Linked DNA regions of Mus musculus: all the other regions are linked to region 4. A link is a contact called in public promoter capture Hi-C data. All regions are on one chromosome and are shown on one strand. The core of a region is the stretch at or near the end of the contact, and the rest is flanking DNA. Distances in the headings are between cores, read along the strand shown.

What was found. Promoter capture Hi-C pulls out the DNA fragments that hold promoters and counts their contacts. Capture Hi-C pulls out chosen DNA fragments and counts their contacts.
Region 1: a promoter capture Hi-C map of hippocampal neurons shows a contact between it and region 4, with 4 times the contacts expected there. The contact joins the promoter of Kcnh5 here to the promoter of Snapc1 in region 4. A contact is called at or near these places in 1 of 39 promoter capture datasets (hippocampal neurons), 1 of 115 datasets of contacts at active chromatin or transcription factors (astrocytes) and 1 of 9 other capture datasets (embryonic stem cells).
Region 2: a contact with region 4 is called in a promoter capture Hi-C map of adipose tissue. The contact joins the promoter of Pcnx4 here to the promoter of Snapc1 in region 4. A contact is called at or near these places in 8 of 39 promoter capture datasets (cranial neural crest, frontonasal cranial neural crest, hematopoietic stem and progenitor cells and 5 more) and 2 of 9 other capture datasets (adipose tissue and liver).
Region 3: a promoter capture Hi-C map of liver shows a contact between it and region 4, with 5 times the contacts expected there. The contact joins the promoter of Gphb5 here to the promoter of Snapc1 in region 4. A contact is called at or near these places in 9 of 39 promoter capture datasets (the 3T3-L1 cell line, the SN4741 cell line, cranial neural crest and 5 more) and 1 of 115 datasets of contacts at active chromatin or transcription factors (neural tube).
Region 5: a contact with region 4 is called in a promoter capture Hi-C map of liver, with 2.7 times the contacts expected there. The contact joins the promoter of Dhrs7 here to the promoter of Snapc1 in region 4. A contact is called at or near these places in 6 of 39 promoter capture datasets (the HPC-7 cell line, frontonasal cranial neural crest, hippocampal neurons and 2 more), 1 of 484 Hi-C or Micro-C datasets (B cells) and 1 of 9 other capture datasets (liver).

Annotation. Positions count from the first base shown.
Region 1 is chr12:75,174,121-75,179,065 of GRCm38.p6, forward strand. Kcnh5 (potassium voltage-gated channel, subfamily H (eag-related), member 5) reads right to left here and starts at 3,212. Exons shown (of 11, transcript NM_172805.3): 1 at 2,336-3,212. The coding sequence starts at 2,408.
Region 2 is chr12:72,533,775-72,538,975 of GRCm38.p6, forward strand. Pcnx4 (pecanex homolog 4) reads left to right here and starts at 2,583. Exons shown (of 11, transcript NM_026327.3): 1 at 2,583-2,765.
Region 3 is chr12:75,412,907-75,418,270 of GRCm38.p6, forward strand. It overlaps Gphb5 (glycoprotein hormone beta 5), which reads right to left and starts at 3,875. Exons shown (of 3, transcript NM_175644.3): 1 at 3,763-3,875; 2 at 2,704-2,908; 3 at 1-109. The coding sequence starts at 2,907. Gm34613 (a long non-coding RNA gene) reads left to right here and starts at 3,185. Exons shown (of 4, transcript XR_381695.3): 1 at 3,185-3,853.
Region 4 is chr12:73,961,314-73,966,717 of GRCm38.p6, forward strand. Snapc1 (small nuclear RNA activating complex, polypeptide 1) reads left to right here and starts at 3,184. Exons shown (of 10, transcript NM_178392.5): 1 at 3,184-3,433. The coding sequence starts at 3,249. It also overlaps the pseudogene S100a11-ps.
Region 5 is chr12:72,661,493-72,667,201 of GRCm38.p6, forward strand. It overlaps Dhrs7 (dehydrogenase/reductase (SDR family) member 7), which reads right to left and starts at 3,336. Exons shown (of 7, transcript NM_025522.5): 1 at 3,137-3,336. The coding sequence starts at 3,269.

The sequences.
Region 1 (4,945 bases), core at 1,962-4,461, 1.2 Mb after region 4:
CATCTCTGAGAATCCTAGAGGGAATTTTATCTGTTGCTCATAATTAAACAATCTCTTAGGATGAGTTTTTCAATTTCTCTGCCAAATTGGGGAGAAATGACAACTGGAAGGCCCTTCCCCCATAAACGGATAGACCAATCACATACTGCAGTTCTCAATTCAGGTACTTGCTGAGGCCTTCCGGTCCTTACTACATATAGATGTGCATAACTCTCAAGTCTCTATCACATGCCCAACAAAATCCCAAGGTTTTACGTCCGACAACTATTCAAAGTTGGGCATAGACAATGAAAGGTGGGATCCCTAAGTGTCAACGCAGGTAAATCTCACTCATACTTGCCGTTAACCAGGGAAAGAAGCACTAAATTAATGAAAGCATTCTAATCCCAGAGTGTAAATAAGATAAAAATATTCATATGTTGTATGGTAGATATAAAGTGGAGATGAAGGGAGGAGACAGATCTGAGCCACATGACGTAAATCATCATTTCATGTCACATTTTACAGAAACGTATTCTATGACCATCTCATCTCTGGTCCAACCTGAGAAAGTTTGGACTGATACTGCTACAAATGATAAACTTCAATCCTGGACTTCTCATTGTGTCTCTCTTCACCTCAGAGGGTGGCAGGGAGTCTATGGGTCTGGTATTCTAAGGTCTTCCTCAGAAACTGCTCTCAAAAAACAAAAAGCGTGAAGTAGAATAACTCAAGAAGATGGGAAATTTGCAAGAAAATCGCCATAAGTCTGTAAATAACTGATTCTAGTAACCTTTAAATTCCACGCAGCAATTGATAGTCTTAAAAGTAATGTTCCCTGTATTCTAGATTTCTATAAGATATTCATAAGACAATGGGTTAATATAGAAGTTTCATGCCATTATGAACTTCTATCTTAATTTATATTGTTCTAAAACCTGAAAGTGCATATGAACCTCACACTAGCGTAGCTAAAAATAATACAGGGATTAAAATGACTGTGCAGTACTATAAGCTATTTTTTTAAATCCAAATGTATCACTGCAGCTCTATACTTACACAGAATCACACACTGACTAACATGAAAGAAAGATTCACAAAGCTCCAACCCAAACTCCAAGGTGAACATCTAAAGAAAACACTTTAGGTTATTCCAATTCCAAGGATGCCTCTGCAAGCCTAGTTTTCAGAGAGATGCTAATCCAAGAGGTGGTATTGTCTAAGCTACTACTCTGTGTCCAGTTATCTGCTATCATTTGTGTGTGTCCCTCTAGCCCACAGCCAAAGATCTTAGCCACATGGCCCACACTGAGCCTCCTGTGCAAGGCTCCCAAATACACTTGGTTCCCATGAGTGATTGACAGAACAAGGGATCACAGAACCCTCACAGAACCTTCCAACTGTTTTCTGACTCAAATCCATGTGCAGAATTATATTCTCATGGTTCTCCAGAAAGGGGTTCCGAAGAGAAACCCTTAAATGATACTCCATACAGTTTGCTTGTGGAGTTGAAAAATTATGTAAAAGAGTTTTTAAAACAATTAAAAGATGCATAAACCCAGTAGATCAAATTTGTATAATCCGACCACGCATAAATGGATGGTATTTTAAAGGCACGTCAGAGGCAGGGCGCCTTCATGTGCAGGAGCAAGGTAGAGTGGTATTGTTTAAATCTTTTTTCAAGTGCATTGAAAGTACAGAAACTATGGCTTTGTTTTTACCCTTCTTCTGGTCAAGTGCGATAGGCAAGATATAACCTATAAACTAACACGCAATGAAGAAAACAAATAAAACGTGAAACTTTAAACCAAATTTGATCCGAGTAACTGCCTTCCCATTTTCCAAGCACTGACTGTTTAGGATTCAATTCCGACTACTCGCCCTAAGGCAGGGTACTTTCAGTTGTGCACAGTGGGTCCAAAAGCCATCCTAGTGACTTAAATTTGATGAAGTGGCCACTTTCCCAGTCATTCCCAACTTAAAAGGAAAGCTTCCTCCAAAAACTGGCTCTAAGAATTTGGTCAGCGCTTGCAGCTTGTTTGGGGAGCGATGGGACAAGGAGCGATTCATCATCAAAGTGAAATTCAAAGCTATTTTGATGGACCTCCGCTCTACCCACCCCCTTTCCTAGCTCCTACTCTAAGGTCTGGACAGGTGGGAGGGGGTACATCTCTCTTAGGAAACAGATGCAACTTAAGTCCCTCCACCACCTCCTTCCCGGCCCCCACCCACCCTAAGCCACCAGGTACCACTGCCTACACCCCCTCCCCCCTTAGAAGAGGGATGGGATGGGCAGGACGGGGGCGCCGTGGGCGGGATGAAGGTAGGGAATGTTCTGAACTGCAACTCTCCTTACCACTGGAGCGCCTGACGATGTTCTCCAAAAATGTGTTCTGCGGAGCCACCAGCCCTCTCTTGCCCCCCGGCATCCTGGGTCTGGAAAGCAGCGGCCAGGATCCGCGGCGGGGGAGGGGGGGAAGCAGGAAGAAAAGGTGGAAGAAGAGGAGGAAAAGGTAGTGGAGATGGTGCTGAAAGAAAAGGGGGCGCGGCGGCGGCGGCGGGGTCCCCTGAGTGTGTCTCCAGCCCGACCCGGATGAGCAGCTCTGGGAAGGAGGACCAAGCAGTTCATGGTAGTAGCGCTCCCCCGGCCGCCGCTGCCCAGACTGTGGCGGTGCCGCACACGGGGCTGGGGAACTGCAGGCTCCGCCGGGCACAGTGCGCCTGCGCCGCCCCCGCTGTCGCTGTCCCGCCGGTGCTGATGCTGAGGCTGCTGCTGAAGATGCTGCCGGGGAGGCAGGAGCCCGGACGCGGGCTCAGCATTTCTCCCTCTGCCCCGCGCCCGGGCTCTGGGAGAGAGCGAGGAGCAACTCGACTTCCCTCTCCCCACCCCTAGCCCAGGCTAAGACCCCATTCCTTAGCTCTCTGCTCCCTTGGTCTCCTAGCCCACCCTTCTCACTCAGCTGTTTCACAGCTACCCAGGGCAGCCAAAGTTCTGTCCAGGCTTTGCGAGCGCCTAGTGGCTGCTCCTTTCTCCAGGAAGATCCAGACAAGTGCTCGCTGGCTGGTGCGGGCTGTTGTTCGCGAGGCAGGCACCAGAGAGGGAAATGGCAATCTCTGGGGAGAGCAGGTCACATCTCAGCTTCTCCTGCTGCCGCTGTCCGAAACCCCAGCAGCTCCGGAGGACTCGGGTCCTGGGGCTGAGATGCAAGAGGGCTCCTGCTCTAGCCCAGACTGTGCGCCGAGTAGGAAGTGACTGGGTGGCGCTCGGGGACGCGGAGCAGCCACCTGACGCTGCTACCGCCCCCCTCCGGGCTCTGGCGCCTGAAGCCTCCACACGGGAGCTTTCTACACCCTGAGAAACCCCACTATTTGGAGCAGAAGCCAGATGGAATATGAGAGCAGAGCTGGCACCCGGAATGGCCCTGCGCCCCAGGCTGGATTTGGCGCGCGAGGGGTGGGGAGGGAGGTTGGCTCTGACACAGCCTCTGGAGAGCTACCCCAGGGCTGCTAAGTACAGGAGAACAGGAAACCGGATCCCCCTACCCAAACTTGGAAAAAAGAAAAAAGAAAAATAAGAGTTCACTTAATGCTCGATGCTAGCAGTCCAAAGAGAGAGTCAACAATTCAGACAAGAGCGCGAGCAACCGGCAGCGCTTGCGTGGAAAAGTGGTACAAGCTGAGAGAATAAAGCTGCGCAAGGCTGGGGAGAGGCCGCCCTCCTCTACATTCAGGACCTGGACCGGAGTGGGACTGTTAAAAAGCGGTCTAAAAGCAGGGGGCAGCCACACGAAAGGGAAATTTCCACAAGTGAGAAAGGGACCGGAAGACATGAAAAGAAAGGGGGAGCCCAAAGAGCTTGGCAGCCCCTTCTTTTGTGAAAGGCGCTGTTTTTGCTCCAGGCTACAGCATTAGCATCCCCTAAGAAGTCTTGACATGCAAATTTGGGGGCCTTATCCCTAAGTAGGGGCGCTAAGAACTCTGAGGATGGAGTTTATCAATCTGTTGGTAATAAACCCTCTGCCTAAATATGATACCCAAGCCACAAGCGTAGGGCAACCCTAAACTTCCCTTTAGGAGACTCCACCTGGGCCTGTGGAGTCAAGAACCCTCTGGGAACAGAAAAGGCTCTGAGTTGGGGGAGAGGCAGGGGGCAAAGGGTAAAGGTTAGTTGAATGATACATCTTGGTTGCTGGGGTCAAGCTACCCAGGGCGAGGTAATCTTTGTGGAAATGATTGCCTGTCAAACAGAGGGCATCCTGAGAGTAAGAGCAGCAGCATCTACTTGCTACCTACGGGCCTGTGACAGTGAAATACTCCTCCATTCACTGGCCTTTAAAGTGCTCTCCCTAGCTCTCTGTCTCTCTGTCTGTCTCTGTCTCTGTCTGTCTCTTGCTCGCTCTATCTATCTATCTACCTACCTACCTACCTACCTACCTACCTACCTACCTACCTATCTATGTATCTATCTCTGGCAGAGAGTTAAATGTAAAGCCAGGATCCAGGTTTTACCCTACGGTAATTTTTCTTTCCTCCAAAATTTCCGCTCCCCACCCAGAGCCAGGGCAGCTGCACAAATTTGAAAGGTGGCCATGCCAAAAGTTAGCTCCATGGAGATTCCTTCTGAGGGAAAATGAAAACGGGTTGGGCCACAGGAATAACAAGGACTTCACAACCAGACCCATCACTACAACCCCAATTTTAAACACATACTTCATTTCCCCTTCTGCTGTGTCTTACATGACCTGTTCTAAAAGATCCCAGATTACTCAGCTGTTGGTGGAGTGCTGAATATACAGACATAATACTTGAAAATACAAGCATCTCTATGCAAGGTTTCTATCCTTGACTTGTAGCATGATAGGGCAATTCTACCATCAACGTTGACGGGGAATATTTTCAGCCTATATGTTCTTTTGCACATCCTCAGCTGCCCACATCTCGCCTCTGGGTATTGATTTGAAGTCTC
Region 2 (5,201 bases), core at 1,333-3,832, 1.4 Mb before region 4:
CTATACTTACAATCAGCTGCTTAGTGTGATCACTTTCAACGACTTAGCTAGATTTTCCAGGTGACTCACTGGAGCTGCTTTGTTGGTGTTCGCACCTTTCCCTTGACATGCAATGGAATGGAAACAGCTTCTTTAAGTATCGTGACGCAGCCTAGGCTAGCTTCAAGCTTTGCTTCTGTGTCTTCTTCTTCTGCCTTCACAGAGTCAAAGAGCGTGTGACTAGTTCAGTTTTCCATCCAGACCACTGAGACATCCTCTACACCAGCAGTTTCTATAATCAATTATTTCTTTCTTATTGTGTGTTTTCTCTTAGCATCACTTTTATTTCCTTTAAGAATTTTTTCATTTACAGCTTGAGTTGCTTGGTCTTGGAGGCCTGGCTTTCAGCCTGTCTTGGCTCTTGGCATGCCTGCCTCACGAGGCTTAGTCATTCTAGCTTCGATTCAAAGTGAGTAATACACAACTCTCCCCTTCACCTGGACACTTAGAGATCATTCTAGAATTACTAAATAGCCTAACTCTAGCACGGCTTTGTCTCAAGAAATGGGCTGCAGAAGTGGAGGAAAAAGGAAATCAACGAATCCGTAGAACTGTCAAAACACATTTCTCACTTAAGTTTGAGATAGTTAGAAAGGGGAAATAAGGGGCCATGGCAAGGAAGAAAAACCTTTCACTCCAGAGTCTGGTTGAAGTTCTATTCGCTAAGAGTCAAGAATTCTGCTGGTCCACCTCCCTGATCCCCCAAGGAAGTGTTTTGAAATTAAGATATGCATAATGTTTTTAGATATAATGCTACTATATACCTAGTGGCACACAATATCTTTTAAAGACTTATTTATTTTAATTATATGAGCACAATGTAGCTGTCTTCAGACACACCAGAAGAGAGCATCAGATCCCATTACAGTTGTTGTGAGCCACCATGTGGTTGCTGCAGGACCTTTGGAAGAGTAGTCATTGCTCATAACCACTGGGCCATCTCTCCAAACCAACACACAATATTTTAAGGTTAGAAACTTTTATATGTGTTGAGAAGCTCAAAAAGTTGTAATTCTATTTTGAAAGTTGAAGGTAAGATAGATAGTCCAGTAAAGCCGGGCATGGTGGCACATGCCTTTAATCCCAGCACTCAGAAGGCAGAGGCAAGCTGATTTCTGAGTTCAAGGCCAGCCTGGTCTACAAAGTGAATTCCAGGACAGCCAAGGCTATACAGAGAAACCCTGTCTCAGAAGAAAAAAAAAAAAAGTAATCCAGCAAGTGAAGAGAGTCAGCATAGTTATAATATTCTGTGAAGGTTACCTATAAAAAGGCAGTATTCCTTTCATGTAGAATCATTTCAAATAAGAATGGAAAAATACCTGCGAGCCATGCTTAAGGCCTAAGTATTTATGACCTCACACCTTTCTTAAGTATTTGTAAACCTGAAAGTATTTGGGACTCTCCAAACAAGACTATAAACATATTTTTCAAAACACTGTTTTTACTTTATCAGTTGTAATCCGATCCAAATTCAGGAACCTTCTGATATCACTCAACTTCCTTAGCAGAGCTTCCTACATAACCTCAGACATCACCAACACTGTATACGTAACATGCAAAGTGGAAGTCCCCACACTTTGATGTGTCTTACGCTGTCATTGAGCACATCTATCAGTCCCTCTATTTTATATTAAAATCACTTGTAGCCCGGCGTGGTGGCACACGCCTTTAATCCCAGCACGCGGGAGGCAGAGGCAGGCGGATTTCTGAGTTCGAGGTCAACCTGGTCTACAGAGTGAGTTCCAGGATAGCCAGGGCTACACAGAGAAACCCTGTCTCGAAAAACCAAAAAAAAAAAAAAAAAAAAAAAAATCACTTGTAGACTCCAACTCTGCTTCATACAGGCTCGCCCTGGAATTTTTTTCCTGTGGCAAATTCAAGAATCCCAACTTCACTTGAATGGAGATCTCTTGAAAAAAAAAAAATCCAGTTGCTAGGGTGACTATCTACAACCTGTGTCCCTGGGCCCTGGCTCGCTGCCACAGACAGGTTCATTATTTTACATGGATATAGTTTATAATGTGCCCAAAGTACTATAATACTAAGAGCAAAAATATAAATATAACAGGCACATGTTACCATTTAAAAACATTCCCATCCCTGAGGCTGTTTGAATGGCCTTAGTTCTGTAGTCATTAATGGAGGTATCCGAACCCTGGGGGATTGGACTTTTATTGCACTTCTGAGTCACGGGTCTGCCAATCTTGGAAAGCCTAGGCTCCCCAAGAGACAGTCAAGTCATCCAGCTCTCCAGCCTCGAGGTTGCCAAACGATGGACTCGTCACCAAGGCAACCACGTTCCTTCGTCTGGGCGTGGCCCGGGTGAGAGTTCAGAGGTGGTGCTTAGGCCGCTCAAGAACCAGAGCACCAGTGCGGAAGAAGTCTGGGCGTCTCCCACAACACTAGCCCGCCCGGCCCTGCGCGGAGGAAACCCCGCCTACCCTGCGCTGCTGTGCCGCACACATGAATCCGCCTCCGGCAGAACCAGGCGGCAGGGGGCGGGACGAGACGCACAGCCCCGCCTCCGAGCGCGCGTGCGCACTGACCCCTGGGAGGCACGAGCGCAGTTGATCTTAGCCATGGGAACGGGAGCGGTCCTGGAGGCCTCCGGTCAGCTGCTGGCGGGGCCCGCATCCATCCTCGGGCAGGAGTTCCCAACCGACTTCAGCTGGGGAGATGTGGTCCCAGGACGCCCTCGCGTCGCCTCTCCCCTGCGGTGACTCCAGGTATGTCCGTCCCCAACACACCTGAGACTTCGTTGCTGCCTTAGTTTCCACCCCTGGGTACTACTGGGTTCCTTCACCTTTTAATACCTCAAGAAACATCTTTCGCTCTCCATGAAACAGCTTTTAAATGCAATTATTGCTCTTTTTAATGTACTGAGCAAATTGAGTTGATCGAGGTAGTGATCCAGTTTGGCTTTAATGTGACTGAGAATACTTTTGCAGCCCGTGGAGTTACGTTTTATTTCTGAGAGGCCTCTGTGAAATGGAGAATGGCCCTTTGGCCCTGCTGAGGGATGGCCATGTTACTCTAATCAAGTTCATGGCCTATGCCCCTTAGGTAAGATCACTCTTTCTTGGTTTATCTCTGTCTCAAGCCCTCCTGACCAAAATTTGTTCATTCTTGGCCTCCTGGATATGTATAGCGCGTTTCTCAGGTTTCTCTGTCTCTATATAATCCTTTGCGTGTCAAAGACCAGAATTTTTAAAAATGAATCCCATTCGTTATTTATTAGACCTCTGAATTGTATGCTCTCTTATTCTCATGTTCCCCTTATTCATTTTTTCCACTATGGTTCTATTTTTTTTTCATTAAATCCCTGAGTTTAGAGAGAGAGCATTCATATTATTTTATATCTGCTTCCATTCACACCCAATCACCCATAATTTCTCACAGCATCCAGTACAGATATTGCCATTTTAGTGATTTAACTGCCTGGATCCCAGGCTAGCTACAGGTTATGCCTTTCCTACCTTTAGGAAATGCCTATTGGTTATTAACTGCTGTGGAAAATCCCGGGCAGGGGACCTTTGCATCCTCCTCTGTGAGAGCTTTCCTGAGGTACATACAATTCATTTTCTGGAAGTATACAGCTTACTGGTTTTGAGCATCTCAACAGGTTTGCACAATCATCTCTACAAGTTGGTTTCGGAGCAATTTGATTACCTCCAAAAGAAATCTTTTCTATTTAGCTGCTTTTTCTCTCTCCTCCCCAATATTCCTGCTATTAGTTGTAGGCAATCACTAATCTTTAGTCTCAACAAAATTATTTCAGATACTCGATATAAACACAACCTTAAAACATGTGATCTGTGTGCGTGCATCTAGCGAATTTTATGTTGCAGCTTGTATTATTCATTATTGTTTATTAGTATATTAGGCAGATATGCCCTGTATTATTTAGCCATTAGCCATTGGCAAAAAGAGTTTGCCAGTACTAATAATGCCGTGGACATTTTGTATAAATTTTTATGTAGGCATGTTTTCATGGATATAATACCTGGTAATGGAATAGGTATGTCAGAGGCTAATTCCCTTGTTTGGCTCTTTGAGAAACTGACAGATTTTTTTTTTTCCCAAAGCATAGCACCACTCACTGTACATCCCCACTAGATGTATTTGAAGGTTTTACATTAACCTCATCAACACTTGTTCTAGGCTTTCATTTTTATTTTAGCCAATCAGAGAAATTCACACTATCTCATGGTAGGTTTGGCTTGCATTTCCTCATGGCAAGCTTCATTTCCAGCATGGTCTATCACCCAGAAACTGTCAATTCTTATCCTTAGTTTATCTTTTTAAAACCAGGTTGTATTTTCATCATTGAATTGGGAGAATTAATTAATTAGCTAGTTAATTAATTAATATAGCTGAGATGCAGATCTCTAATTGCAGCCTTTTGCCATTCTGCAAATAGCTTCACTTCCCTGATGGCCTGGGCTCTTAACCGCTCTCGTTCAAGAGTGTTAGGTGCCAGTGTCCTCAGGCCAGCTTGGGTATCAGGTTTTACCTTTTATAACTTTTTATATTCCTTTCAAGTCCTCTATTCAAGAATCCTCAGAATTTGCCTGGTGGTTCCTGCCTTTAATCCCAGCACTCAGGAAGCAGAGTCAGGTGGATCTGTGAATTTGAGGCTAGCCTGGTCTACAGAGTCAGAGTTCTGTATCTTGTATTCATAGAATAATGATATGATGCATTAAAGAATAAACCTAAACTAAAAAGCTGCCTAGGAATTTGTTTCTTCTGGCCTTAGAGGAATGTGTGCACACTCATGTGCTGTGCGTGCTTTCAAGCTACTACTTTTTGTTGTATCTTTCTTTTTTCAAGGGATTTTAGTCCGCAGCATATGATCCATGAGTTGTTGTGTGGGTAACTAAGAATTCCGCCACGGCAGATTGCAAGTTTGAACTGCTTCTTACCCTGTGGGAATTTCATGACTCAGATTCCAAATGCAGCAGCGTCTCAGAGTCTGTTTGGCTGGCTCCCTCTCAGTGCGTATGTAGAGAGTGTATGGCCCGAGTCAGTGCTGTGCTGCCGTCATTAGCGCAGCTCTTGTTTCCTCAGGATTGAGTGTGCATTTGAACATGCTGGAGGAAGCCATGACAGATATGGTCTGTCCTTCCAGGTGCTGACCGCCCTCAGAAGCACATGCCAACATG
Region 3 (5,364 bases), core at 2,625-5,124, 1.5 Mb after region 4:
GATCGACTCCAGGGGCACAGTTAGGCAGCTTCACTGTCACCTGTCTGGTCTCATTGTATGTACACACTCGATGATAGGCTTCAATGTAGGGAGGCTCCAGGATGGGTTTCTATCCCAAGGGTAAAAAACAGGAAAAATGTTAGAATACAGCATCCGCTTCCTGTTCTTGGTGCCAGTCATCACTGGCTGGTTACTTACGTACTGACTCCTCCCACTACGAATACACTCCTGAAAGCAGGAAGTTACTTTGCTCATTACCATGTCCCGAGCTTCCACGAAAGCCCACAGAACACAGGATGCACTTGGTAAATATTTAGTAAATGCTGGTCTCCCTTCTCCTACCATTACCCCTACAAAATGTTTACAGCACGAATGAGCCTTTTAAAATACAAGTCAGTCCTGGCTCACCGCTGCTCAAACCCCGGTAGTTTTCCATCTCCCTCAGGGTAAACACAGACACTAGGATTCTTCTCAAGTCCCTGTATTTTCTGCCCGTACTCTTACTTCTGACATGTCAGCTATGGCCCTGACCTTGCCAACACGGTCTCCAGCTCCAGTCACAGTGGTCTCTATGCTGCTTCAGAACCCAAACTGAGGGTCTTTGTATCTGCTGTTCCCTCTGCCCAGAACACCACACACACACACACACACACACACACACACACACACACACACACACACACCTATCACCAAGCTCTTAGGATTCTGTTCAAATCTCACCCAATCCAGAGCGGCATTTTCTGATGCTATTTTAAATCGCTTCAACCCACCTCCAAGCCCTGGCGCTCCCTAGTCCCTTCCTGTGTGGTTCTGGTTTAGGGGCTGGTTTGCTGTGTTTCTCCATTTCCACATGCCATCTCCTGTATCTTTGTGTGACATTGCTCCTAATGTGGAGACCGAGCTCCGTTAGGTCAGCCACTATTCTCCAGTACCCAGCCAGCCTGGTACCCAGGACTTCTGCAAGAACTACTTGTAACTGAATCCACAAAAGACAGCAGGGCCAGGGAGCTTCCTGAATATTCTGCTCTAATGACTGGAGGGTTAGTTCACTTCCTCCCTTTGCCTTTTATAAACCTTGACTTCAAAGATGATTCTGTTAGAGAACGTAGAGATCAGTAGAGAGAGACCCAGAGTCTGCAGTCAGCCCCACTATGCCTGCCTGCTTTACTGCTGCTGGAGACCTAGGGGAAGCTCTTAACTCTTCCAAGCCCTTGTTCCCTCTTCTATAAGGAATAAAAAAAAAAAAAAACCTTTGCTAGCATTGTCATGGAGCTAGATGAGGTGATGTGTGCAGTGCACAAGCCCTGGCGAAAGGTCAGGGCTCAATACAAGTAGTCAATGGCTCTTATGAGCGCAAGTATAAGGATGTAGTAACGAATCAATAACAATAATCATTCAGGGAACAGTCCCTTTGTTCCAATCCAAAAAATAATAATAATGTTAAGTAGGGAAATCAGATAGATGATACATACATCTATACATAGCTACGTGCTTAGATGTATGCACAGGCATACACGTATATAGATAATGCACGCAGGTACATAGAATCAAGAGATATACATATATACATACATAAGTACATATGTGCATAGGCACACACACATACACATGTGTGTGTGTGTACACCTATAGATGACAGGCAAGCCAGCTCAAGATGAAATCCAGCTTCAATATTATAAAAACAGAGACCTGTCCTTCTCAAGGGCCGGGAGGAGAAGTTCCGTTTCTCTCTCCATTCTGTCTTCTGACTCTCAGCATTCTGGGATTCTAGAAAAATTGCGTACTCAATTAACTTTGTATTTCAATTTTTTTATTTTATAAATCTGTCTCATGCAATATTTGGGGTGGGCTTAGGCCAAAAAAATTGTGTTATTGATCTGAATTCAAATTTATCTGAGTCCCCTAACTTTTTTTTTTTTAATTTCACTTCACTTCAGATTGTGGGGAGGGTCTGAGGTGGAAGGGGGTTAATGGTGTTTTGAGTTGGTTGGTTGATTTCGGTGTGGGGAGGTTCTTTTGGCTTTAATTTTGCTAAATCTGCCATCTTTGAAGCTCAGGTCACTGAGACGTCACCATTTTCAGCAAGAGTCAGCTCAGCTGGACACCACGAACACTTTCTAGTTAAGCCAGCTTTGAGATGTATGCACCCACTCTAAAAATGAAAGTCCAGACAGAACTGGGTATAAAGGGACAGACCAGATCTCACACTGGACTGGGACAAAGGGAAAACAGTCGTGGCAGAGCCTGGGACTACGCCTCTCTCAGCATGCAGCTTCCGGGTTCTTCTGGGTAACTGCCTGACTTCCTCACAGCTGAGAAAATACAGGAAGGAGATGTGGTCACAGGTTTGGACCAAGAATTCATTTCCAACTTTGCACTGACTCTCTCTGACTTCGAAGCCATTCCCTCTCGACTCCTTTCCTGTGATCTCTACAATGGGTAAATAGTAGCACCCACCCTCCTAGGGATGGCTCCCAAACAGAACCATGGAAATTACATTACCAACCTCAACAGTCCTCTGGAAAAAACCATCATCATGGTTTTCAGACCATATGGAAGAAGCCAAATAATTGTGTGATCAGCTTTTTAGAGCCCAGAGGGCAGGGCAGGTATGCCAGCTTCCCCTCCATCGTGAAACTGTGAGCTTGAAATCAAGGCCCTGTCCCCGAGGACACTGCCACCCAAGCCCCTTGGACTACTCACCTCCCAGGTCTCGCAGCGGCCCCAGCAGGCATCTGTGGTGATCCGAAGTCCCCTGCAGCCTGGCTTCTTGGCCATGAAAGTGAATTCCCTCACAGCACAGCCCACAAAAGTGTGCAGGTTCCCACTGGAGCTGCTGAGGACAGAGTCAGGGCCACCCAGGAGAAGGAGGGCCACTGCACCAAGGACAAGGTATACCAACTTCATGCTATTTCCCAGGAAGAAAAGGAAACAAAGTTGAACATAACCAACTGCTCACGGTGGTGCTGCCCACCACTGTGGTGGCCCCTCTCAAAGAGGCCTTGCTCTTAGCACTACAGGAAAAAAAATGAGCCCAGGAATTGTCCAACTCCAAGAGCTCCCTAACTAGTGGATAGTCAATAGTTCTCTCTAGATACCCTACCCTCAAAGCAGTCTCAGGCTTTCCCTTGGTGAACTCCTGGAGCTGATTTATACATAAAAGGAATTTATCCCGATGAAAAATAAGAGGCACACCAAAAGAAATGTAGAGCCTGAAATAGCACACATCCCTTCTTTTTACCAGGTCCAGCGTATGCAGGTGTCACGTTAGAGCTTAGCACATATATGTGCTTTCAGTGTCATAAATGGGCAATGAATGGGAGAGGAAGATAAGTACTAATAATGGCGTGTCCTGGGTGTGTTGTGGCTAACCCAACCTACCATACAGGAGGCATTATAAAACCTGGTGCCTGGTGTGGTAGCCACTCATAAAATGTTTTCTATGCCCCATAGATTACCTCTGCCCTGCGTTATGCGAAATCTCAAGCTGTGGCTCAGTTTAAAAGCAAACAATGGAAAGAGCATTACATCCTCCTATGAAGTCTGTTCTTGATCCTTTCTGGTTAGTAGCACACGATGCTTGCCCACTGCACAGAACACACATGGACGTCACATGTGTATCATGTTCCAAGTCAGTGCCACTCAAGGAGAGCTATATTTCCAAAGCTGTACCTTCAGTTCCTACTGGTATGGGATGCTGTCATACAGACACCATGGGCTTCTGCTCAGGAGGAAGGACGTGAGTGATGGAGAGACACTTACCTGACCTTGCTGGAATCAACTCTTCTTGGAGAGCTGACACTTGTACCCCAGGCTTTCAAAAGTTGCAATGAGTGGAGAAAGTTCACTCTGGGTAAGTGTCTCTCCTTTCTGTTATCAGGCTGCCTGATTATTCAAATATATAGGGAAGGTATTGTCAATCAAAACAGAAGAGAGGCAGATCCTTACAGGAACTACTGAGCACATCAAAGCCCCGGAGTATGAAGCCAGTCTCTATTTTCCAAAACTGATTCACTTCAAGGGTGGTGTTTTGTTTCTTGACATCACCGAATGAAACAGAAAGTTGCCTTGGTGGGGGTGACATAATCCCGGGGAGACAGTCAGAGGTAGTTAGTTCACCTGGTTCTTGAGAAGAAGCGCCCAGGGACAAATAGATCAGAGTTTCCCTCATAGTAACCATGGCCTGCCTTTGAGACAGTAAGCCACTGGCAGCTTCTGGCAAGTCTCTTCCTTATACTTACTACACTGAAAAACAGCAAGACAATAATTCTTACCTGGAAACAACATGGCATACCTACTGACAGACAAAAAAAAAAAAAAAAAAACTTTGAAAGTCTTAAAAATCATTTGACTAGTAACATTAACAAAATCTTTAAATGAATCACTCAGGCAAATGCAGAGATATTGGAAATAATTAGCTTCATATATGGGAATTAAAGACGACTTTAAAATTTTTTCTATATACTTTTAGGGATTATTTTTTTTACATGAGTCAGGTTTTTGTTCAAGAAAGTCAGCTAGTATTATGCTTTTAAAATTAAAGTAAACCAATATTTATCTATATGTGCTGCATCGAAAGACATTCAATGATGCTTTCATGAAAATGTCTTATATTTCTGGTCCTGCTGAACCTAAAACAGCACAGTCCTTCTTCTGACCAGTGGCATAGTTTATATTCTATTCTACAATAACAGCATGGAAACGGATTAGAAAGCTACTTGTCTGTAGCCCTTCTTCTGGGTGTTCTAAAAAGTAAATGAAGCAGACATCTGTGCCCTCGGGAGTTTACATTTCACAGCAAATCACGACATACCCAGAGAGGTTCGAGATGCATATTAAATGACCGGTGACACAAAATAAAGAAATTAAAGTATGTCCATTTTCTACACAGAAAGATTATTTTTCTTTTCTTTTTTAATTGGACATTTTCTTTATTTACATTTCAAATGTTATTTCCTTTCCCAGTTTCCCCTCAGCAAACCCCCTATCCCATCCCCTTCTTACCATGCTTCTATGAGGGTGCTCCCCCACCCACCCACCCACTCCCACCTCACCACCCTAGCATTCCTCTACACTAGGCATCAATCCTTCACAGGACCAAGGTCCTCCCCTCCCATTGATGCCAGATAAGGCCCCTTCAATCCTTCCCCTAACTCCTCCTTTGGGGTCCCTGTGCTCAGTCCGATGGTTGGCTGAAAGCATCACATCTGTTTTGGTCAGGATCTGGCAGAACCTCTCAGGAGACAGCTATATCAGGCTCCTGTCAGCAAGTACTTCTTGGCATCAGCAATACTGTCTGGGTTTGGTGTCTACATGTGGGATGGATCCTCAGGTGGGGCAGTCTCTGGATGGCCTTTCCTTCAG
Region 4 (5,404 bases), core at 1,934-4,433:
TTGACCGCATGATGAAGAAGCTGGACCTCAACTGTGATGGGCAGCTAGATTTCCAAGACTTTCTCAATCTCATTGGTGGCTTAGCTACAGCATGCCATGATTCTTTCCTCAGAACTTCCCAGAAGCGAATCTAATCCTCTCTGGTCCCTTCCAACCACCAAGTCATCACCTCCCCCGACCCCATCCACACCTGCACTGAGCACAGCACACCTACAGCAACATGTATCCCACGCCTGCTGGCAAAAATAAAACAATGCCATTTTTAAAAAGAGAAAAGAAAAAAGAGAAAAAGAAAAACTGGGTCAGTAAGACAATTTAGTCAGTGAAACTCTTGCAGGGGGAAAACTGAGATTTGAGTTAGAAATCCCAGGATCCCTGTACAGAAGGCGAGAAGTGACTGCCTGAAAGTGTGCTTTAGTATCCACGTACATGCCATGGCCACCACACACCCCTAAAAATAATGCCAAAACAACAACAAGAAGTTATGATCTAACACTCACCCCCAGAATAGCTGTAGCCATTTTGTTCCATGCCTGCCAGCTATTTCATAGTGTTGCTATAACATGCCTGCCAATCATTGACACATAGAAGTGACTGGGCTTAAAGCAACGACATCCTGACCACATACCCTGTTTTGTTCTGTATGAGGCTTGCTAATCTTAAGAAATTCTACAAAACTTTATGTAGGACCCATCAAATCAAAGGTCAATCTGAACTGTTATGTCTAAAATATCTTGAGTCAGAGCTGAGCAGTTGGCAGTCCTTCCTGCACCTATGTATGAGCTCGTGGTGGTTTTTGTGGCTGACACTGAAGAATGCTACTAATAAACCCAAAGTTAAGAGTATAACATGCATGCTCTGTTATCTCAATGCTCTGAAGTTTCCCTGTTCACCACCCTGCTTACTGTACTCAGGACCAAAGAGCTTTGCCTAGGAAGCCAACTGCTCGCCTCCTTGCCCTTTAAATGTCTGAAGCTGATTTTTCCTATAAAAAGTCTATCCTGAGAGCAGTCTAATACTACAGTTAAGCTTCTGAGTCCTTTTTGTTGTCCCAAACATTCAGTATGAAGATGTCTGTTCAATAAACTATTCTTACTTAAGATCAGTGTTTGTATGGTTTGGGAGGTGATTCTTGAACCCCAACACACACACACACACACACACACACACACACACACACACACACACACAAACACACACATACCCCTAAGAGCTCCATCATTTGCGTTCCTCCCAAGGCAATAGGGTTAACTAACAATCAACTGAAGTCCAAATAAACTCTCTCTCTCTCTCTCTCTCTCTCTCTCTCTCTCTCTCTAAGGTTTCTCAATGTAACCAGCCCTGGCTGTCCTGGACTCAGATTGTAGACCAGGTTGGCCTTGAACTCACAGAGATCCACCTGTCTCTGCCTCCTGAGTGCTGGGATTAAAGGTGTGCACCACCACCATACCCAGCTAACATTTTCTTTTCTTTTTTTTAAAGTAAATTGTCTTAAGGATTTTTGTCACAGGAAGTAAGCTTTAAAGTTGATATGAAAATTCAAATTTGATTAAGTCTTCTGTATTTTGTCCTTACAAAGTAGGTGGAGATGTGATTGTAGTGGCTTTGTTTATGATAGCAAAATCTGGAATTTATATAAACTCCAAGAGGGAACTGTGGGCAAATTGTGTATTAATTCAACAAAGTATTAGTGTTAATTCAACAGTGAAAATAGGAACTATGGCTGCAAATAGCAGCACAGATACATCTTGAATGTTTAAAAATATTTTGAAGAATATGAGTTGTAGATTGCAATTCTATTTTCATAAAATTAAAAATCAACTATAGCTGGGCGTGGTGGCAAACGCCTTTAATTCTGCACTTGGGAGGCAGAGGAAGGCGGATTTCTGAGTTCGAGGCCAGCCTGGTCTACAAAGTGAGTTCCAGGACAGCCAAGGCTATACAGAGAAACCCTGTCTCAAAAAAACAAAAAAAAACCCAAAACAAACCAAAAAACCCACTACAACTAAAATATATGTATACACACTGGACATCAACTTCTGGCCTCCACATGGGCCAGGAGGTGTGTTCATGAAAACACACACACACACACACACAAACAAACCATTACAAACAATAAAATAAATGCATCCATACAAGCACATCCCAGAATACCTTTTCTAAAGATTAGTGTGCCTTCAAAACAGAAATACAGTTCAAATACAGAATGCTAACCCGTAACAAGCCCCTGGGAGAAGCTAAAAAGTGGGATTTCTAGAGAGCTACTTTAGCCAAACAGTATATCAGACAGTGTGCTAGATTGTCAGAGGCAACAACGGTAGGAAACAGCAACTGCTGCCCAGAGTGGTTGCATATTACTTGGAGAGCCACAAATTAATCACTCAAGTAAGCATAGACTGTAGGGGATCTTGGCAATGAGGAAGAACCACGGGAGTTCCTTCCCTAACAAGTTCTCTTTAGATCATCTTCCCACGTGGAGGGAGGTTAGGGTGGTTGCTACTGTAGAGTCACTTTAAAGAAGACTGGCAGGCTAAGTGTAGTTTACATAAGTCAGGAGGCAATGAAGACCTCAAATCCTTTTGGGGGCTGTTAGTTGAGGCAGAGGCAGGCGGATTTCTGAGTTTTAGGCCAGCCTGATCTACAGAATGAGTTTCAGGACAGCCAGGGATATACAGAAAACCCTTTCTCGGAAAAAAAAAAAAAAAGAAGAAAGAAAGAAAGAGAGAGAGAGAGAGAGGGAGGGAGGGAGGGAGGGAGGGAGGGAGGGAGAGAGAGAGAGAGAGAGAGAGAGAGAGAGAGAGAGAGAGAGAGAGAGAGAGAGAGAGAGAAATCGAGTCTTCATGTCCTATTGATTAATAGTTAGCAGGCACTACTATTGTTTTATCTACCTACTTATCTAATTTGAAGGTCTTATTTATTTATTTATTTAGAGGGTCTCTCTATGTAGACCTGAAACTCGCTGCATACACCGGACAGGCTTGTAAATCACAGAAATCCTCCTGTCTCTGCCTCTCAAGCACTGAAATTAAAGGCGTGTATCACACCAAGTTCGGCTTCCTAGACTAAAATCACCTTGCATTTACGCACGCGCAAGAAGCGCCACAGGCGCCAGGTAAGACCCGGATGAAGGCGGGGCTTGAGGTCCCGGATAGTACGTCACGGAGTGCGCGTACGTGATGTGACGTGACTGGGGCGGTGCTACAGGGCCTTCTGGGCATTGGGGAAGCCGGGTCCGGGAGAGAGTGAGCATGGGGACTCCTGCGGGCGCCGGGACCCGTCCCACGGGCGCTGGAACTGTTGAAGGCGTGGGGATCCCTCCGGGCCTGCAGACTGACTACGAGACGCTGCTCAGCCGCTTCCAAGAGATGGACAGCGTGCGCTTCGAGGACTTCACGGAGCTCTGGCGCAGCATGAAGTTCGCGACCATCTTCTGGTGGGTGTGCCTCGTCCTCCTACCCTGTCTCTCCTGTGGGGAACGCAGCCTGCATCCCCGACCTCCGCCTTGGCGGTTTCCGTGGGTCGCCCTTGCACTCTGCTGGCTCGGCCCTCTGCATCTCCACCGCCTCCATCCGAGGCCAAACCTCCTCCAATCTTGATTGCCGAATGAATCCGCGGTTAGAAACAAAGTATTCCCACCGACACAGGGTCCTCTACGAACGAATTCATTTAGCATGCAACAACTGACGTTGCAAGTGCAGGTTTGAATCTCTGTGTATCGCCTTTAGTTGGATAAAGCCTAGATTCAAGCCAGTAGCTGCCTTTACCTCTGTCCCCAGCCTCATCTCCAGTGCCCACACCTTGCACTCACTCTCTTGGCTCGAGTTGCTTTTGGTACTCCACTGGCGTTTCCTAGCCTGGGAATTTTCCATCTCCTTTTGCTTGTCCACTTCGTCAGTCATTTTTGAACCCAAATGACAGTTCTTTAGGGAATTCTTTTGGCCTTCGGGACTAAGTGAGAGGCTCGAGTTCTGTCTACCCCCAGCACGAAGGGCTTATCTCACCGTCTAGAGTATATTTCATAATTAGAGACGCAGTCTTGGATAACGGTGAAGAGTGGAGATGATGGGTCTTGGGCATCAGGATTTGAATACAGCTCTCCAGTCCCCCTCCCCCAGATCTGAGACAACCCTTTTTGTCTGTAAACTAGATCATGATAGTGTGGGAATTAAATGAATCAATATATTAGCTGGTTCGACGTGTGAAATTAATGTTCAGAGTTATTACTACTCTTTGATTTCTCCCTTAGACTGAACTTAGTGAGAACAGCCATGTGATTAATGTGGTATTCCTTACTTGTTTTTGAGACTTGCCCTCATTGTGTGTAGCTTTGGCTGGCCTGAAACTTGCCGTTATACCAGACTGGCCTTGAGATCTGCCTGACTCTTCCTTCTAAGGTCAGGCATTCACCACCTTGCCCACGTTTGAATACGGTGTTTGTATTAATTACCATACCATATAAATTCTTGAAAAGGGTAAATGATTGAATGGAATCTTAATAGATCTTTTGTTGAATAAAATAGAACTTTTTATATTATTGATTTAGACTATTATGTAGATTGTCAGTTATTACAAATTAAGGTGTAAATTACTACAGGTGATGAAATTAACCTGCTCTGGGGCAGCACTCCTCTAAGCCCAGAATGTGGGGAGAATGCCCAGAATGTGGGGAGAATGCCCAGAATGTGGGGAGAATCAAGGCCAGGAGTACAAGGCCATCCTAGCTACAAAGAGAATTCTGCAGGAGACACTGTCTCAAAACCCCAAATAACAACAAAAATTATTTATTGTACAACTGATATTTTATGTAGCTAACTGTAATGGATTCATTATCTAATATACTTAACTTAGAGCTCTGAAAAGCTGGTATAAGTGTTCCATGTTTTAGAGATTAGAAAATTGAAGCTTATAGCCGGGCGTGGTGACGCACCCCTTTAATCCCAGCACTTGGGAGGCAGAGGCAGGCGGATTTCTGAGTTCGAGGCCAGCCTGGTCTACAGAGTGAGTTCCAGGACAGCCAGGGCTATACAGAAACCTTGTCTTGAAAAAAACAAAAACAAAAAAAATAAAAAGAAAGAAAATTGACACTTAGAGGAAGTTAATTTTATCAAGTGTGGTATCAGAGGCTTATTAATTAGAGCGATCAAGAGGCAGGAGAATTGCAAGTTTGAGGTCAGCTTGGGCTGGAAGATAGAGACCCCATCTTTAAAAAGAATCTAAATCTATTATGTCTTCCTGTTTCCTTTTAAAACTTAGTTTAAATTTATTTATTTATTTATTTATTTATTTATTTATTTATTTATTTGAGACAGGGTTTTACTATACAGTCCTGGCTGGCCTGGAAAGTACCATGGAGATGGATTAAAGGTGCCATCACCTTGCACAGCCTGTTGTCTTGTCTTTTCTG
Region 5 (5,709 bases), core at 2,086-4,585, 1.3 Mb before region 4:
GGGCTCTAATTTGTCCCGTGACAGAGGGCAATAAGGCTCTCTCGGCTGGCCTTACTTCATTCTTGTCTATGAGCTTAAACAATTCCATATTAAAAACCATCACAGGGCCGGGCGGTGGTGGCGCACGCCTTTAATCCCAGCACTCAGGAGGCAGAGGCAGGTGGATTTCTGAGTTCGAGGCCAGCCTGGACTACAAAGTGAGTTCCAGGACAGCCAGGGCTATACAGAGAAACCCTGTCTCGGAACCCCACCACCACCACCACCACCAAAAAAAAAAAAAAAAAAAAAAAAAAACATCACAGGAACTTTATGGAGTCCGAGTTCTTCAGAACACTGGGGTCTCCAGGAGTGAGGGGGAGAGCTCTCCACACTTGTCTATTAAATGCACCGAGGCATCGACTCTGGCCGCCTCCTCCTCACCGGTGGCCTAATATCTTGCAGAGACTAGAATATCAAAAGGACTCCATAAGTAGTAAGTATCTACTGAATAAACACCAAGAAGCCTAGCTGAAACAAAACACTGTCTGCTGTGTTGTGGTGCACACATTCAGATATGGTCAAGTTTGGTCCCCAGTGCTGAGGACTGAGCCCAAGCTGCAAGCATTACAGACACAGGTACTCTCTATCATCAAACTACCGTCAAAGCCCCAAACATTTTAAAACCCAACTGTTTCTTAGACACTGGAACACATACAACTTGTCCTAGAAATAACCAAACTATGTAAACAAAGCTTTCCTTTCAGGTAAGATGCTTTTGGGGAGAGAGTACAATTGACCAAAGACTTTGAATGAATGAGAGGCTGTGTGCTCAGCTAGCCATTCACAACTGCTTGCTAAAAGCTTGTCTACACATTACCCTACACACCATTCATTTACGCTGTAACTGTTACTAATCAGCCTAAATTAACAGAGTCCAACCTTGTTTACACCAATAAACACCTATTATGTAAAGCCTGAGTGAAAATGGTCTCCAGCGGCTCGTTTTATGCCCACATGATCACAGATCTAACACCTATCTTCCCGTCCTTTAATCTAGCATCCTTTTTTTTTTTTTCTTAGTGTTTCCATAGAATCTGACAACGACTTAAAAAAAAAAAATCAGACTCTGAGAGTTGACAAGAAACCCAGAGTTTAATGCCAGCTTGAGAAATCTCTCCCAAGGCCTTGCACCACTCTCTGCCTCATCCCTCACACGATGTGGAAGCTGCTTCTCTCCAGCGCGAGACAGAGGCCACACCCTCCCTACGTCCTGTCTTCTCTATACCCATGGAAGGAGTTACAGAGACAAAGTTCAGAGCTGAGACGGAAGGAAGGACCATCCAGAGATTGCCCCACACGGGAATCCATCCCATATACAACCACCAAACCCAGACACTACAGCATATGCCAGAAAGATTTTGCTGACAGGACCCTGATATAGCTCTCTCTTGTGAGGCTATGCCAGTGCCTGGCAAATACATAAGTGGATGCTCACAGTCAGCTATTGGATGGAACACAGGGCCCCTAATGAAGGAGCTAGAGAAAGTACTCAAGGAGCTGAAGGGGTCTGCAACCCTATAGGTAGAACAACAATATAAACTAATCAGTACCCCCCCCCCAGAGCTGTGTCTCTAGCTACATAGGTAGCAGAGGATGGCCTAGTTGGCCAGCAATAGGAGGAGAGGCCCTTGGTCTTGCGAAGATCATATGCCCCAGTGCAGGGGAATGCCAGGGCCAGGAAGCAGGAGAGTGGGTGAGTTGGGTGGGGAGCAGGGCGGAGGGAGGGTATAGGGGACTTTGGGGATAGCATTTGAAATGTAAATGAAGAATATATGTAATAAAAAAATTACACCGCAAAAAAAAGACTAAACACACCTACATTTCAGACATAATTAATGTGTTAATAACTTTTATACAGTCACATAATTTATAAACTGAGTTTAACTCAATCTTCCATTTAAATAAATGAGGCCAAACACAAACAACATCCACAGGCTGCTATTGACCGTGAGCTTACAGATACATCCATCTGTCTCAATGGTGCTCAGTGGAGAGTTACAGTTAAAAGATGTATGGGGTATTTAGGATTCTTGCCCTCAACACTGACAGTCTCCGAGTCACAGCCATGCCCTCTCCTGTTTTGCAGCGCTGAATCCACAAGCACACTGTGCAGTTGCATTTGTCAGTACTGCAACTGTTTGAGCCAAGGCAATGCAGCTTCAGAGAAAAGACAGCAAGGATGCCTGCCAACATCTGGGAGGGACATAAAATCCAAGATCCAGCTGTCACCTACTCCTGCCCTGCTGACTTTGAATGCAGTACCTTCTGAGCCACCAGCTACTTCAAAGCATTTTTGTTCGGGTGCTTTGTGTATTTTCCACCACGAACAGTGGAATCCCACTTAGTCCTTTAAGGATCAGAAAAGCCTACCTAGGGAGGCTTTGAGTTTCTCTGTCAATGTCTTTAACTGAAAAACAATACGAAGAGTGCCCATGTCATCAGAATTGTTAACGCCAAAGGTCAGAGGCTGTCTGTGGCCTGCTGAACACACTGCCAACGTGACATAACACCCAGCAGCATCTGTGAACTGATATATCGGAGCATGTGAATCATGTATTAAGTGAACATTAAACACCACGCAAGCTGCAGATCGAAGTGGAGCGGGCGAAACGTGCCTTACTGTACACAGAATGATCTCCCTCCTGGCAAAAAGCCAGCTCAGCGCTTTCTATTGCGAAAATTTTAACCAAGTGAGCAGGTGAGTAAGTGATTCAGGCCAAATTTTCTTTGGGTGCTTCCGGGAAAGTAAAAAGTGCAGGATCAAAGAATGTTCCGGCCTCTTAGAAAGCAAGGGACACACTCTGCTCTCCATGGTGCCTTCCCTGAGAGTGTCCGGGGATCCTACGGAAGAAGTCTGTGTCTTGCAGGCATCAGAGAATTGCAGCGCTCTCTTGGGGTTTGACGTTTTCTATCCTAGTCTGGGTAACAAATCAGGGCCATTTTCGAATTAAGACAAGCGACAGAGTGGGTACTGCCTGTTTAGCCCCTGCCTCTTCCTCCCGGACCCTCAGCCCTTGGTCAAGGCTCAGCTTGGCAACAGCTGGGAGGGACCTCGGCCCTGATCTTCCTTAGAGCCCAGGCTGTAGAGGATGCTCACCTGGGCGTCGCCCTTGCCATTCAGCCCACAACAAGGTCAGGTCCGCATCCGCCCGCAAAAAGCGCAAGAGCTGCACAAGGGGCAGGATCAGCGCGCACAGCGCCAGCAGCCACAACAGCAGCTCCCAGCTCATCGCTGTCCCTTGCCTACCCGACTCTGCCGCAAGCGGAAGACAGTCGGCGCCCGCCCTCTACGCGGCGGGTCACAACCCGGGGCTCCGCCTAGCGAGTCCCCGAAGGTGGGGCTCCATCTGTGTCCCGGGCTGCACCACGGCGTCTCTGCGCGTCCCTACTGCGTGCAAGACTGCCGGGGTGTTGCAATAGAAGGCATGGAATCTTGGGAAACTGCTGTTGGGAGAGCAGTCAACAAGATTTGTGAGGGCATGAAGGAGTCTTTAACAGCTGTTTTTAGGACGACTTTTCAGGGCTTTGGTGGTGCCTTGGCGAGAAACAAAACAAAACTTTGATCACTGCCCGCTCCGACCCCGAGGCCCCATCCCCCGCTCCACGCTGGGAATTGTGCCCAGGTCCTTCTTCGCGCTGGGCAAGCTCCCAAAAGCTGAGCCAAACCCTCACTCACTCTTCCTAATCTGTTTTCCTTTCACTTTAAGCTTGTGGACTGAGATAAGCATACCGAAGTAACTCAGCACTTGAACTGGGTTGCCCTCGTGGACTGGCCGCTTATATTTAGAAAAACATTACAAATGATACTCATATTTGGCCAAAAGTTGGCTATCATGGCCCAGAGTAATCAGAACATAAAACTAACTGGGCTAGAAGGCAACTGTTGCTAAGTTCCAGGAGCTAAAAACACTCAGGTTGGTGTCCTCCTGCCACCGTTTGTAAATGATGCCATTATCATTTGACAGCATTTGAATATGGAAAGGCCTCTGTGCACACTAATTGCTCTGTTCTTTCTTCTGTGTTTGTTAGTATTGTTTTTATAAATTGTCACTTTTTTTTTTCCGAGACAGGGTTTCTCTGTTTCTACTTTGTAGACCAGGCTGGCCTCAAACTCAGAAATCCGCCTGCCTCTGCCTCCCAAGTGCTGGGATTAAAGGTGTGCGCCACCACGCCCAGCTGAATTGTCACTTTTTTCATTGCAGTGAGAAAAGGTTTACAAAGGTCTATATTTTGCATCTTTAGAGTGATCTATGCAGGAAATATTTGAACTAGTGTTAATCAGAAATTGCTGTGGTATAGTTCAAGGTGCATGTCAGTTAGCTAAACTTTTGGACTGCCATTTGGAATAATATTGGTCAAGAATTGCTCTAATTGACGTATCACCTGGGCCATGTGAATTTTATTTTTATTTTGTAGCACATTACTTTTGTAATAAGATGTCTTAAAATACCACACAGAGTCTCATGATGAATCTTATCCCAAATGTTTCCCCTTCTGTAAAAGGACAGGACTGCAGTGGATCTAGTGTTCCGATGGGTCACAACCCCAAGCTGTGGGGATGAGGGATCTGAGACTGGGACATTGGGCTTGGGAGACTGGCAGGAAGCTATGATCTCTTCCTGTCCACCCCTAGGGATTAGACCCGGGTGGGTGCTGAGTGTCGAAGTGCCAAGGCAGAGCTTTAGAGTGTTTTTCCGTACTGGAGCTGGAGAGGTGGCTCTGCTGTTAGAGGCACTTGTTGCTCTTGCAGAGAACCTGGGTTCAATTTCCACACCCACATGGCAGCTCACATCTGTTGGTAACTCTTGTCCCAGGGGATCCATTTCCCATCTCTGACCTCCGAGGGCATCAGGCACTCACATGGTGCACAAACATACTTTCAGACAAAACATTCATGCACACAAACAAAAAAAGCTTTACTAACATGACTTTTTTTGCCTTGTTTTGTTTCATTTCAGGCTCTCACCGCGGAGCACTGCTTGTGCTGGGACTCACTATAGAGACCACCCTGGCTTCAAACTCAGAGAGATCACCTGCCTCAAACTCAGAATGTTTTATGTTAACAAACGGAACACTTAGTTGAACACAATAACTGCACATGTTGGTTTGGAGGAAGCACTCCTAACCAGGATGATTCATAATCATCATATTAAAAAATTCACTTTTAAAACAGTGATCTCTAACTCCTTAAAAAAAAAAAAAAAAAAAAAGATTCACTTTGGGGTCCGAGGAGATGGTTCAGCAACATGACTTGGCCAGACCATGACATCCAAATTTTGTTAAAATGTTAGTCTAGATGCTACTGTGAGGTATTTTAAGATTTATTTAACATTTATATCAGTAGACTTTCAATAAAGCACATACCTACCCCCCATAATGTGGGGAGTTCAATCAGTTGAAGTGTTATGAGAAAACAGCAGAAGGCTAGGAAGATCTTGCTTCCAGACTGCCCTTGGGTTCCAATTACCTCGCCTCTCCCCTGAATTCCAGCTGCCTGTGTGCTAGGGACGTCAGGCCTACTGCACTTGAAAGCCATGTGAACCAATTCTTTACCATCACTCATAAATATGTATGTGTTTTTGTTTCCCTGGAAGACCTTGACTAGTTAAAAAAAAACTACAATAAAACCACATGACAGTTTGGGCATTAGAGAAGGAAAACACAAACCAA